2 separate regions of the Mus musculus genome follow, and region 1 is linked to region 2. The links are chromatin contacts, called in public HiChIP or PLAC-seq maps. All regions are on one chromosome and are shown on one strand. The core of a region is the stretch at or near the end of the contact, and the rest is flanking DNA. Distances in the headings are between cores, read along the strand shown. Region 1 overlaps Naa35 (N(alpha)-acetyltransferase 35, NatC auxiliary subunit). Region 2 holds the start of Spata31d1a (spermatogenesis associated 31 subfamily D, member 1A).

Region 1 (2,962 bases), core at 135-2,634, 81 kb before region 2:
CCCTATTTCAAAAACCTGCAATCTAGCATATTCTCAAGTATGGGGAGTTTTAATGTTCAGAATTTTTTTTGAAAACTGGACTTGGTGATACAGGCCTTTTGTCCTAACACTCAGGAAATGGACAGGGGATCACAACTTCAGGATCAGTCACCCTCAGCTACAGAGTGAGACTCTGTCTTGATTTATTTATCCATTTATCTATCTATCTATCTATCTATCATCTAGTTATTTGAGTTTTCAGATGAGAGATGCCCACCCTGTACCTCTGAACTCTTCTAAAACAGTTGCTAGTCCAAAGACAGCCTGTCAGAGGTCACTGATACAAGCTTTGTTATGCTTCAGAGAAGTTAGTCACATTTTCTAAATGCAGGCTGCTCACCATACGTGTCTGTTGTCGGATTAGTATAGTGTTCCAGAGTTTACAGGAAGCCGTGTTTTAGGTCCTTAGGAATAGAAGAGCCAGAGGTAGCAGCCTTGACTCAACTACCACAGAAACATTAGTATTGTAATCTTGACCTTAGTTTAAAATAAGGAGAAAAGGAAATGCAGGACAATTCCTGAAGGAGTATACTTTTGCCATAGGAAATCATATTTCACAAAAAGCTTCCTTTTCCCATCTCTTTATAAATTCTGATATTGAAGTCTTTAAAAATGGGCGCCTGTGTAAGAAACGTCAACAGTGTAATTGTGCATTTCTTACATGCATTTAACAAGATTTAAGAATTTGGCATATTGTTTCTTTAGGATAGAGGAAGTTCATGTTGACAGTTACTAATTTGTCTGTGTGTTACAGCCGTTTTGTAGTCTTGTTCAGATCCATGGCCATAACAGGGCTCGGCAGAGAGACAAGCTTGGTCACATTCTTGAGGAGTTTGCTACCTTGCAAGATGAGGTAAGAGCCAGATGTCTTTTGTACAATTCATCAAGACATAGGTTTCAAGAATAGCAAGCTCTTGTGAGAGCATTAACGATAGTCACAGAACTTGGCAGTGTGACACAGAAGGATCATGCATTGAGGCCAGCCTGGGTCTCACAGGATACTTTTTTTATACTTTAACTTTTGAAAAGCAGTTCTTCAAAACAGTGATTTGTGGATTAATTTTTTACTCTGATATACCTGTTTTTCCACTTAAAATGTAACAGTTTTATAGTCCAAGAGAAGCACGTACTTGAAGAAATGTGAGGATATACCTTATAAGCATCTTAAATCATGGCTTTGTCATCAAGATAAATTGTGGCTTGTGTAGATAACTATGGTTTCATGACAAGTTACCCGACATGAAACAGTTTAAAGGTGACTCACGGCCAGCAGTGGCTCCCATTACTAACACCACAGACCTGAGGTCACAAGTTGAAGCTTGTCTGTTTTAAGACAGGGCCTGTTTCCGCAGGCTTATTTTTAGCCATTGGGCGGGCTCACATGATCCTCCTGCTTTAGTCTCTGGAGTAGACTGGTGGTGCTCCGTGCTTACAAACATGTCCACCTCCTTGCCTGGATAAACTAACTTGCATTAATGTGCATGTTTATTTTGAGGAATAATTTGGGTAAATATTAAGTATTGCAGGGTAAGACCTTTGCAAACCTTACCATTGATGCATTTGAAAGGAAGACTTTGTTTGGAGTGTGAGATTTACATCTTCTGCTCATATTTTCAGATTCTCTTACTATCTGACTAATTGACCCTAAAGTAACAATTGTTTTGACAGGCAGAGAAGGTTGATGCAGCGCTTCATACTATGTTGTTGAAACAGGAGCCTCAGAGACAACATCTGGCCTGCTTAGGAACCTGGGTTCTTTACCATAACCTCCGGATTATGATCCAGTATCTGCTCAGTGGCTTTGAGCTGGAGCTGTACAGCATGCATGAGTACTACTACATCTACTGGTGAGCGCTGTTGCCGCTAGCAGTGATGGCGAGAGCAGAGACGTTGTGTGCATCTATAAAGTGTACAGTCGGGGTTGCTGTGTGCATGCAGTCTCTGATCACACACGCTTCCCTTTCACCGTGCTGAGGCACGGTCTCCATGCCAGCTGGACTGCAATCCCCAGGTTACTTTCCTCGTACAGTCTCACTGTAGGAACAGTGGTGTTAGAGATGCGAGGGACTGTATTTGATTTTATAAGGATAGGCTCTGGGGATTGGAGTCCTGTGGTCGGTCTTTCTGACAGGCTCTTTGACCAGCACAGCCATCTCACTGGCCCCTGGAATATTTTTCCTTAGTGCATTTTTACTGTTGTGGCACAGTTGGTAAAATATTTTGAGAATTAGAGCTAGGTCAAAGTATACATCTTTAGTGCTGTAACATTACACAAATATTGCTGTAACATTACACAAATGTCCTTTCTGTTGTTGGAATAATTCTATGGAAAATACTCATAAAAATAAATGGGTTAATTCGACCATCTTTTATTTGCAACTGTGGAGAAGAGAGAGTGCTGTTTGCTGACTTGTGCAGCACTAGTGGGTGCATGGTGCGGGTGCAGTTGGTGGAATGCGCTCTCTTGTGGACACCATGACTGCAGGCTAATCACTGGGAGATGAGCTGCAGCTTCCCCTTCAGTGGAGGGAAAGCTAGGGAGTTCTATGAAGAGGCTGTTTGCGGCTATCTTAGACATGAGAACAGGTAGAAAATACACAGCAAGCAAGTGTTGATCATCACGATGACAATCGTGAATTATCTTCACCTATCAAGGGATCGAGACAATTTTAAACAGTTTCTTCATCAAATGTCAAAATTTGATATGTTACACTTTGGTATTGTTTGCTCTTTAAACTTATAGTTAAATTCATTTAACTTAATCATTGCCCTGAGAGAGGAAAGACTATTGAAGTCCTTAAAAACGAGCAGCTGGTGTTTGGAAGGGCCCTATCAGCCCTTTCCTTCACCGTCTGTCCTCAGAGAATGTGGAAAGTATCACCTGTTATCTCGCTGGGGACCTTTGCACTGAGGGGACAGAGCA
Region 2 (3,259 bases), core at 538-3,037:
GCCCTCTTACGACCTCTAAGGGCTGTGGTACACAGATGGACGTGCAAGGAAAACACCCATCACATGTACTAAATATCTAGATCGTTTAAAATGGAAGAAAAGTGTGTAGGAGAACCTGCAGATGGTGACAAGTGCTCTGTGGGAACACTCAGGACATTCACACGTGTGTGTGTGTGTGTGTGTGTTTGCGTGTGTGCGCACATGCGGCTCATTTGCTAATCTCCCCTCCCCCACCCCCTGTGTTGTTTCAAGTGCCTCTCAAAACCACTGCAGGAAACGCTGCTCAATGATTTCCTCATAGCTGTCAGCTCCCGGGGAAGGAAACGGGGGACACAGTGTCAGGAGACTTAAGCTGTGCTTCAAAGCAGCCAGTACCCGCCTGCGCATCCCACAAGATTCCTGAAGGGCCATGCCTGTCTCCCTGCTCATTCCACAGCCAGGGGGCAGAACTCCATGTTCTGAGATGCTGTGCCCACTGCTTCAGGCGTGGGGGAGTAGAGGGGACTCAGCTCTATCTCGGGTTGATCTTGTGAATCGGAGTCTCAGGAGCAACATCTTCAAATCATGGACCTGAAACTTCATAGAAAGGACATCAGGGGGACGCTGGGATGGTGACGTTAATAGGTGGACACCTACGTTTAAATGCTTTCCTTTGTTTGCGCCTGATGCTGTTCTGCCGCTGTAAGGAAAAGAGAAACACAGTGAGCACGTGAGACTTCTTTGTACTGCTTCTCTTTGTTATATATTCAGAACTCCTAACCACATTATCCTGAGGTCTATTGAATAAATGAGATTTATGCATTCATTTTACTAACTTTAGAAGTAATCACTTATGTTCACTGCTTTTCTCTCTGGGAAAGTAGAGGAGACCACGACAATGTCCACACTTGGGGATCTCAACAAAAAGTCTTCTTGATAGCATGGAGTCTGGAGGCAGCATTGACATCTCTGCTCTCTCCAAGGGCTGTGTGTGAGGCTAAAGACCACGAACCAGGCTCTAAACAGAGGCCTTCAACACGCAGCACTGTGATCCTGACCAGTTCATTGTGGAGGAGGGTAGGGGAAGGGACAGGTGATGCGGGAGTGGATCATAGGATCACTGTCAGGAGAGACTGGTCCCATCCCCAGAACCCAAAGACTGGAGCCAAGCCACTAGGACCAGTTTCCTACTTTGTCCTGGAAAATTCAGGCACACAGATAGGAAGGTGAATGTGGGCTCCAAATGGGAACCTTAGTCCTCCCTCTCATACCTCTCTTCTTCTCCCCTCTCCATCTCCCCTCCTCTCCTTTCCCCTTCCCTCTTTTTTTCCCTTCCCCTCTCCTCTCCTTTCCCCTCCTCTCCCCTCTTCTCTCTCCTCCCCCCTTCCTCCTCCCCTTTCCTCTCCTCTCCTCCCCTCTCCCCTCCCCTCCTCTCACCTTCCCTCCCCTCCCCTCCCCTCCTCTCCTCACTCATTCATCCCAGACATCCCTCTGACAGCCAAGCTCACCCCACAGCCAGGACAGAACTACAGCCTAGCAGTGAAGTCTCTCTTGGGAACTCACCATCCTTCCTTACCTTTGGGGTGTATTTCTTTCTCCCCAGCAAATGTATAAGCAGTTTCAATATCAGGTAGGAGATGTACAGAAGCAGTAGCCCCAGTCCACTCAGAAGAGTGTAGTTGAGGTCTATGTGGTAGGAAGCTGAGCCTAGGGTCAGCCATGTCTCACTGAGGCCATTCAGAGCTGAGAGAATCTTCTCCATGGCAGCAACAGCATGGCTGCCTGAGGTGTCTGAGGCTGAGGGTTCCTGAGCTTGACTAGAGTCCCAGGCCTACCTCACAGAGCAGGGAGAGTCACAAGGGTTTCTGAGGGTGGAGAGGAGGGTGTGTCTCCAGCCCTTCCCCCACCCCCAGGAGCTCCTCAGAGCCCTCTGCCCAACCCTGCTGCTCCCTGTTTCTCTTGCTGTTTGGAGAACTTGATTTGGACCTCAGCTGTGTTGGGACCACGTGGTGCCTGGGATTTTGCTTTGCTGAGATATTCACAGCCTTGGCAACTAGGCCCTTCTCACATATGCGCTATCTGCAGAATGGTTATTCCCTCTGCCTATTATATTTATTTATCTTCTCGAATATCTAGAAGTAAATGTCTCTGAGTCGAGCTTGAGTGTCTTTTAGTCATAGCAACACAGTTAAGTCATAAAACTGATACAAATACTAAATCATGTTAGAGCATATATTTTTGGTCAGCTCATGTATTCTTGGATATAACTGTATACCGTGTATTTTTTTTTCTGCAGTTAGTAAAAATTTAATTGCATTAAGGCTTTTGATTATGCTCCAGGTGCACAGAGCTGCAGTGACCAGTCAGAGTACCAGTTTCATGTCTAGGAAGAGTTGGTCTTTCCTCTTTTCATTTCCTTGCTGTGTCGGCGGATGATAGGAGTTTTGCCATTCTTTTAGATGGGGCTGGCTGTTGGTAAGCTCTGAGGGTGGTGCCCGGGATCCTTGAGGAGAGAGTCGGTGTCAGTGCCTTAAAGAAGAACCTGGTTGAGGCCCGTCCCTGACTGCCTGTCGTCCGCTCTAGGTAACCACATAATCCCAAACCTAGGAACCTCTCACATGTTATCCAAGCAGCAGCGTCAGGGTTAAATAACCCGGAGGTTGCTGCGCATCCTCATCTACACCTGCTTTAAAGAAGAATTGATGCTTTGTTCAATTTGGGGTTGGTTTGTGGCCTTGTTTCCCACTGAACGCTGCACGCCTCTGGGCCTTGGTGAGTTCCTTTAAGAATTTGGGGTGAGGCTCTGGTTCACCATTCTCCTGATGATTGGATATTCAAAATGACTTCACTTCCCACCCCACCCCGCAGCATCACATGATGGTTTAGACATGGTTCATCATCGTATGTCAGTCTTCATCCTGTGATAAAATGCCGAGGATGAAGAGAAGAAAAGCTTTGGAGGGTCATGGTTTCACACCGTTTATTTCCAGTCACTTAGCATGTCCCTTAGTATGACGCATGTAATTGTGCGACTGTATTATAAAAGAAGTGGCTGTCCTGGGACAAACAGAAAGGGAAGTCAGAAAATCAGGGGCCAAGGGCCTTGTCTTCCCTTCAAGGTACATCCCAATCACCTAGCTTTTTTCTCCTGGGCCTCTTTCCCAACAGTGTCATAACTTTTCCATGGAGCCACATACTGGTAACCAAGACACACACACACACACACACACACACACACACACACACACACACACAGACATGTGGTATGCTGGATAAGATT

Evidence for each region. HiChIP or PLAC-seq counts read pairs in DNA pulled down with a chosen protein or histone mark.
Region 1: a contact with region 2 is called in an H3K27ac HiChIP or PLAC-seq map of microglia, with 2.7 times the contacts expected there. The contact joins the enhancer-like site here to the promoter of Spata31d1a in region 2. A contact is called at or near these places in 6 of 39 promoter capture datasets (the C10 cell line, HPC-7-derived erythroid cells, embryonic stem cells and 1 more), 6 of 484 Hi-C or Micro-C datasets (brown adipocytes, effector CD8 T cells, embryonic heart and 3 more), 4 of 115 datasets of contacts at active chromatin or transcription factors (cardiomyocytes, embryonic stem cells and microglia) and 4 of 9 other capture datasets (adipose tissue, embryonic stem cells, liver and 1 more).

Annotation. Positions count from the first base shown.
Region 1 is chr13:59,623,712-59,626,673 of GRCm38.p6, forward strand. Naa35 (N(alpha)-acetyltransferase 35, NatC auxiliary subunit) reads left to right here. Exons shown (of 23, transcript NM_030153.2): 16 at 794-892; 17 at 1,708-1,886. Among named protein-coding and RNA genes, the nearest start is that of Naa35, 40 kb to the left of the region's middle. Within about 2 kb of position 1,385, at least 26 of the 459 cell types and tissues checked have an H3K27ac peak or open chromatin away from gene starts, as enhancers often do. A contact at or near this core is called in microglia, where this site is marked.
Region 2 is chr13:59,704,410-59,707,668 of GRCm38.p6, forward strand. It overlaps Spata31d1a (spermatogenesis associated 31 subfamily D, member 1A), which reads right to left and starts at 1,788. Exons shown (of 4, transcript NM_028157.2): 1 at 1,556-1,788; 2 at 637-679. The coding sequence starts at 1,741. It overlaps Gm40972 (a long non-coding RNA gene), which reads right to left. Exons shown (of 3, transcript XR_873547.2): 3 at 2,278-2,482.